Regions from separate parts of the Zea mays genome. Here region 1 is linked to region 2. Evidence: chromatin contacts called from public Hi-C data. All regions are on one chromosome and are shown on one strand. Each heading gives the region's core, a stretch centred on a gene start, on an enhancer-like site or on the middle of the called end of the contact. The rest is flanking DNA. Distances are from core to core; before and after follow the strand shown.

What was found. Hi-C and Micro-C count contacts between places; a contact is called where the count stands out from the background.
Region 1: a contact with region 2 is called in a Hi-C map of endosperm, with 2.9 times the contacts expected there. The contact joins the promoter of LOC100381535 here to the enhancer-like site in region 2. A contact is called at or near these places in 2 of 25 Hi-C or Micro-C datasets (ear and endosperm).

What each region holds. Positions count from the first base shown.
Region 1 is chr8:84,487,901-84,491,784 of Zm-B73-REFERENCE-NAM-5.0, forward strand. It overlaps LOC100381535, which reads left to right and starts at 2,533. Exons shown (of 6, transcript NM_001361442.1): 1 at 2,533-2,980. The coding sequence starts at 2,794.
Region 2 is chr8:84,409,296-84,413,275 of Zm-B73-REFERENCE-NAM-5.0, forward strand. No RefSeq gene overlaps it. Among protein-coding and RNA genes, the nearest start is that of LOC100381535, 79 kb to the right of the region's middle. Within about 2 kb of position 2,481, at least 7 of the 20 cell types and tissues checked have an H3K27ac peak or open chromatin away from gene starts, as enhancers often do. A contact at or near this core is called in endosperm, where this site is marked.

The sequences.
Region 1 (3,884 bases), core at 1,283-3,782, 79 kb after region 2:
ATAAGTTAATCATGCGAGAGTCCTGAGTCGCTCTTGACTATGAGCACGACTGATATACCAGTTTTACACTCTGCAGAGGTTATACCATTTACCCACAAGTTGTGATACCCATCAGCCGCGGGGGCATGAATCCCATACACTTCTATCGACGAGGCGAGGCAGGGTAGCACTACGAGTCCTTTACAAAGTTTCACTAGCTTCAGAAAACCCGCTACAGTATTGAGAAGGGCGCGATATAGGAATCCCTCGTCCAAAAAAGCCATCGCAGCATGATCGACCCGAGAACCTCTCTACACCGGCAGCTCCTCATACCGCCCTTGCCCTTTTCGGGTAAGGTAGCCCTCAACTAGCTTTTCTAATTAGTCAGCCAAGGACGTCTCATTCCACCCTTATGGTAGCACTGTTATCTCAGGTTAAGCTCCATGTTCCAATTAACAAAATAATCTTATCATGAGCAATAAATAATCTAGCAATATTGATAAATCATGATCATAATTCAGATATAATATTAATCACGAAACCAGGTAGAGCAATATCAATACTACCCAATAATTCATTTGTTTGCAAGGTGTAGGATAAACAAAACTAGGGTAACCTATTAGGTCCCATAAAGTTAACCTGAGCATGTCACTATGATTATCGAGAACATTATTAGGTAAAGAAAGTGATCAAGGACACAACTTGTCCTTTGGTGCAATCTCCAAGTACTTCTCCAATTTGGTCTTCATATTTCTCATGACCTCACTTCTTTTCATAGCAATACATACAAATAAACAGATAATGGATATGATAACATTAGACCCAAAACATGAGAACAAACTGCGTAAGAATATTCTACGTGTTGCTACGAGATCGTAGGTTTGAGAACCACTAAATTCGGAGTTAAAACGATTAATATATGAATTATATAAGTTTCTAGGTTTATTTTCTACTAGAAATTATTTTCTAGATTTATTCATATTATTTACTTAAGTCCAGGGACGACAGGTAAAAAATAAAGAGTTTCAGGATACAAAATATAAAATCTGGGACTTATCTATAAGGGTATTTGAACTGGTGTAGGCTACGGGTTAAATAAGAACAAACTGAGGGGTTCTTTATCAATTATACGCGGTCGAAGAGGTATCGTGAAACCGGAGCCATTGGATTGCCAATCGAGCGCTCATATTAGATTGATTTTAAATCGAACTGGTATGGAATCTCGACTGCAAGATCTGAGAACAACAGTCCAGATTTAATTAAACCCTATTCTAAGGCAGTCGGGATATAGTGTTTTGAATGAATAACTAGATCTTGCCCCACGGGAGGAGTAAGATTCTAGAGTTGTCTAAGGGTCGATAGGCTACCCAAGACGACGTAGAGTCGAATAGTGGTGGAGGTGCATATGTAGAAAGCTATAACTAGATTATGCTACATCTACTCCTAGGATATAATGATAAAGAAAGTAATTGTTTCGATTGAAATATGTTCGGGGCTTCTCAATCGGCCGTACCCTTTATATTTATAGGGGAGGAGGTCTAGACCTGTTCCTAGACGGTAGCCAACAACGCCCACGTGATTACATGGATAATCACCCGAGTTAATATAATCGCGGGGCGCGCGGACTGTCCGGGTCCAAGGGCCGGACCGTCCGTCACTTTTGTGCTCAACACCATCTTATATAAGGCCATGTTTATTTCAAATTATAATCTCTCCAGATTATATAATTCAGCACAAATAATCCAGCAGGTAAATAAACACCTAGATTATGGGTTCAGATTATATATATAATCTAAAGCCCAGATTATGATAATCCCATAATCTGCTCAATAATAGCTTATTTGAGATTAATTTTGCAAAAGACCCACTACACATGGTTATGTAAATAGAAATTACAATATATGTCATTCTTGTTTCCTCATCTCATACATGATCAGATTCTCAATTGTGCCTCTCACCGTCATTCTTTTTTACCGCCGCTAGCAGATTATCGCGTCGCCTCTTGTTGTTTCTAGTGATAGAATGTCATAATTGTATAAATATCAAATAAACAAAAGAGTACTGTTGCCTTTGTGAGTAATCTACATTTGTATAATCTAGACTACCAAACAACTATATATAGATTATAATATATCTAAATTATAATCTAGATTATAATCCAAATTATATAATCTATATGCTGAAACAAACATGCTCTAAATTACAAAAAGCAAATAATCCTGACTTTTGTTCACATGTTTCTTTTTACCGATAAGTTAAGAAACTAAACAAGTGACAAACCGCAGTAGGGTAGAACCGGACGCTAGAGTTGCAGTAATACTAGGTCTGCATGACTGCATCGCAAAACATCGGTCTTAGACCAAATCCAATAGTTCTTTAAAAATAGTTCCTTAATTTATAGTGTTCAAAGTTGGTAACTGAGGTTTGGGACGTTAGAGTTGCAGTAATACTAGGTGACTGCATCGCAAAACATCGGTCTTATTACCATGCGCCGCCCCCTGTTTTTTTCCATCCTTTTTCCGCCTCTGTCTATCTAATTTCTCGTGGCGGCAAGCAGATACACATACACAGGAGAGAGAACCCACGCAAGAGAGAGAGAAAGAGGGGGACACACAAGCGCTCTCCTCGCGATTGGACAGGGCGCGAGCAGCCCGAGGCCGCGAGCAGCCTGAGGGACGGGGGTGACAGCCTCGCCGTCACCGGGGTCCGGGGAGTCCGTTTCGAGCTCTGTCCCGCCTCGGATTTGGTGGGATCCGGCAAAGAAATACCGCGGTTGGTGAGGAGGAGAGGAGGGGAGGAAAGGAGGTGTTGCGGATGGGCGTCAGTGCGGAGCCCAAGGAGCAGGCGGCGTCCGCCGCAGCTCTGGCGGTGGAGGACGAGGCGGGCGGGAAGGAGGACAAGGCGGCCGCGGTGTCCTGTTCGATCTGCCTCGACGCGGTGCTCGCCGCGTTCGGGGAGCGGTCCACCGCCAGGCTGCACTGTGGCCACGAGTTCCATCTAGGTAATTGTCCTTGGATGCTGGATCTGTCGGTGGCTTGTTGCCTGCGAAGTTTGTGGCTCAATTGCGTGGTAGGTGCTAGTTTGGGTTAGACTGTCAAATTGGATGTGGGGACCCTTAAATGTGGCCAAATTCGTGAAATATGGTTTCATTTTGCGGAATTAGGACCGCTTTGCAATTCATAGCTGCCTCCGTGGTGAATTTCGGGCTAAAAGTTTTAAAGGTCGGATCTTTTCAGCTATATAGGCATAGGCTTTTGTTTCACGAACAGGTTTCGTGGATGAATTTTTTGCTATTTTAGTTGGCTCCATATGTAGGTACTGTTTGTGAGCTAGATTTGATGCCTGAGGATGACTTGGGAGTGTATACGGTTCTGAATTTTAGGCCAAGGACCCTAGTGACTTATTCTTTTTTGTGTAACCCTGAATAAATTATGCTAACTTTAAAGGTTTTATGAGCGAATTTTGAGCTCTATTAGTCTAGTTGACAAAAGTCCCCAAATTTTTTGGAACAATTTAACGTTGGGGGGATGATTTGGGTAACTTCTCTGTGGTTTTTGTTTACCTCTTTCAAAAATCAGAAGTTTACCTGCTTTGCGTTAGCCTGATTGGCGTGACTTTGAGGTGAGCAATGGGGAGTTCTAGAAATTTTGGGGTCTTGAGATATTTTATTGAACTTTGGTATAGATTCAGGTTTTGGAGTTTGTTGGTTCTTGAAAGTGTTGAAATGTTGTACATGGGCCACATGGGCCTAAACACATAGCACATATACTCTAACACCCCCCCCCCCCCCCCCCCCCCCCCCCCCCGCAGTCTGAACTTCCGACGCAGCGGAGGTCACAGACTGGACTCAAAAAGGAAGACGTAACCACACTCAGCACACCATATGATCCCCCCACAACCGCAAC
Region 2 (3,980 bases), core at 1,231-3,730:
AAATCTATGGAGAAAATAAATATTGATGGAGTTAGTGCATTTTCATGTAGTCTGTTACTGCATATTCCAGTTGTTGTCATTTGTGACATTTAGTATATGTTTAGCGCTTTGCTGCTCATGTAGCCTGATAGTGCATATGTCGGTTCATGTTATTTGTTTCCCTATTCTGGTTCCGAGTAGTCATTGCAATAGATATACTTTGTCCTGGTTATGTAGTTGTCATTCCAGCGAAGGCACATAAAGGACTAAGTATGTGAACCATAAATATTATTAAACTAGAACATAAATCCAAGAAAATTACAAAATGTATGTGAATTATTTAAAGTAAAAGTATCCAAAGAACAAATGAACATAAAGAAATTTTTGTAGAGGTCTGGATGATGTTGCCACAAGTGCTCAATGAGATCATCTTGAAGCTTACTGTGAGTATGTTTATCCTTTATTTTCTTATAATTTTGTATGAACTCATCTAGTTCTGGTGTTTCGTCACGAGAAATCTTCAGCTTTTCTCCCACCCCATCATAATTGAAATCATCTTCGTCCTCACGCTCGTCCTCTACTATCATATTGTGCATAATGATACAAGCCCTCATGATTAGTCCAAGAGTGTGCTCGTCCCAGAAACGAGCTGGCCCCTAACGATAGCGAAACGAGACTAAAGAATCCCAAAATATTTTTCCACGTCTTTCCTACAAGCTTCTTGTGCAGTGGCAAAATATTTCTTCTTGTTACCTTGTGGTTCAGGTATGGTCTTCATAAATATAGCCCACGAGGGATATATGTCATCTGCTAGATAATAACCCATTGTATATTCGTTGTTATTAAGGGTATAATTGACCCGTGGAGCTTGACCTTCAGCTAGCCGTGCGAACAAAGACGACCTATGCAAAATGTTGATGTCGTTGTGCGAACCAGACATCCCAAATAATGGATGCCAAATCCAAAGATCTTTATCTACGACAGCTTCTAGTATAATTGTTGGTTCATGAACATGTCCTGTGTACATACCTTGCCATGTCGATGGATAATTTTTCGACCTCCCATGCATACAATCAATGGATCCAAGTATACCAGGAAATCCTCTACTTTCGCCAATGGCAAGTAATCTACTAGTGTCATCTTCATTAGGTGAACGCAAGTACTCACCACCAAATATGCCCACAACACCACTTATAAATCTTCCTAAACTTTCAATAGGCGTACTCTCCCCAATACGAATATAATCATCCGTAGCATCAGCTGCAACTCCATAAGTTAGCATCCGAAATGCCGCGGTAACCTTTTGCAAACTAGAAAGACCAAGTATACCAGCAACATTCCTTTTTTGCACAAAATATGCATCATGTTGTTCTACCCGTTTCCATAAGCGTTCAAAAAATGTACGCCTCATTCGAAACCTGCATTTAAAGATTAATAAGACGCATGCGTACACTAATTTTTTAAAAAATGCAAAATATATATATGTAATATATGCATACCGGCGTCGTAAATAGCAATGTCCGTACGTAGGATTCTCTGAAAAATAATCTTGATATAGCATATGATGTCCAGCTATTCTGTCTCGCCGAAGGACTCGATGCCCTTGAATAGAACCACGATATTTCTTTTCACCATCGGATTCATTCACATTTGTGGCCACATGCGTTACAGCGAGAAAATAATCATCATCTTTCTCATCTGATGACGATTCCAATACTAGTTGTATTGAAAGGCTTAGTCGAGTCATAACCAATCTAATCAAAGACGTCGAGTCATAACCAATCTAATCAAAGACGTCAAAAAATCCGTTTTATTCATAAAATTCCTGATTATAGTCAAGCTAAGATGCAAAAAGCTATATCACGACGGAGAGAAAAAACATACTTGAAAACTAACCGTTGAAAACTTCCCGTCGTGATGTGATGATTTGTCGATCTCCTCCTGCGCGTGAAATCCCACGCGAGTGGCACCTGGCGGCGGCTGAGTACGGCTACCAGACAACGTAAAAGTAAAAAACCAATGGTACGTAATAAATAGGCTGCGATTTAGGCAAAATGGGCCAGCGATTTTTAAAAGTTGGCACAGTTTTATTTTTGGTTTTTTATTTTGAGGGAACTGTTGGAGTTACCATTTGTTTCACCCCTACATAACGTTAAATATGCCCTCCATATTCAGTTTTTGGGTTTTTTTTTTTTTGCATTTCCACTTGGAGCTCTTAATGGACCGTGTTTGCGTGTTGGCCCACACCCACTCCACCCACGCACACTGGCACGAGGCATGCGGCATGCCCAAGTCGTACAGTCACGTTGCCACCGTGGGTGACGTCGTTGGCCACAAGGGAGCTTGGGCTCTGCGCACGTCATCCTCTTTTGCACGCGCTCACCGCGTCTCCCCCCGTAGTCAAACCTTTGTGCGGTAGCACGCCAACCCGACCTCATGCACGACTCACGGGCACGGCCAGCCCAACCCGTGCCGTGACCACTGACGCAGTCCGGGTCCACAGGTCGTAAAAGCGGATTCGCTGCGGACACGTCTCCGCCTCCTTTTGCCTGCGCGTCCACACCACGCTGCAGCTACCGAGACGCTGAGAGAGATCAAGGTCAGATCAGATGGCTGCACCTGCACTTGTGTGCGTGGTTAGGTGCAAGGAAAAGGAAACCCAGGGCCCAGGAGTGAATGTTTTTTTTGCTGATGACACCCTATAGTTTTTGCAATTTACATGGATGGACCTTACTTGGATGACGCCCTGCGCTGCGCGCTCTGGCTTCAGCTCTGAGGCAAGCTCCTTGGAACTCAATGTCCTCAGTCTCAACGTCCTCTTTTCTTTTCTTGTGTACAAATACAGAGCATCCCTCGTTTCTTCATCATCCCATGATTCGGAGCGTGCTTCTGGAACCGGCTGGAGGATACTAGTACATCCCATCCGATTAATTAATTAACTCGCCCATGCTTAGCATATTATGCTATTCTTCACGTATCTACAAGGCCAAGGCATAAAGCGTGCTACAGCGCAAGCAAATGCATATATGTTTTTATATTTGTATATGTATGTACGCAGGAAAGAATCGCGTATTCTAGATAGTACACGCTATCTCCCCGCTCCGCTTTAGTTTTGTCATAAGCTTACCCCTTTTAGCTTTGGCCCAAATTTATAAAAAAGATAGGGGCGCCCTATCAGAAATTTCTTAAGTATTACAAAGTAGTCCTAATACGTCCTATCCTGGTATAAGACAACTCAGATCAATAAAGAACTAATGAGCCAAAAGACACTTGATGGCATCACTAATGCTTTTACGCCGATTCAAACCAGGCAAACGCCTTTTGACATAATGGTTAAGGGATCCAACAATAATCCCTTGACTGATGCCTCGATATTTCAACCTTTAGTAAAACATGTATTTCAACAACTTTAACAGAGGGACATGCAAATAGGTAGAGAACTCGTCCCAGTAAATCATACGGCTAACTTAAAATTATAGATAACCTAAATCTTATTTTTAGACTATTTTGTAGACAGTATATGTTTTTTTTCTAAATGGGCAATATATTTCAAACAAGCGGTGGAAATCTAAATGGACATCTCAGAGTTAACTAAGTAAAATCAGAATGAACACACCACTATATAAATGCAATACATGCGAGAAGTGGACATTTTTATTTAAGAATCTTAAGTTGAGCGCAAGGAAACCCTCCACCATCATCTTGTTTTTTTCAAAAGCTAGAGGCTCAATTTGCTTTAACCCCAAACAACAAAATAAAGTGATAGGGCAACCAATACAGTATGAGAGTTCTGTAGTGTAGGTAGATGATCTATCATGTCCATAGTTCTATAGTGTAGGCAGATGTCATACTGTGAATAAAAGGTCCAATTATGTGCAACGTAAAGTGTACAGTCGAATACATGATTTACTGCAGAATATCCTTTAGCAAGTTAGGAATTAACCAGCAGTGCTCAAATTAGACTACAGGATATCAAATATAACAGAGTCCAGCATGACAAC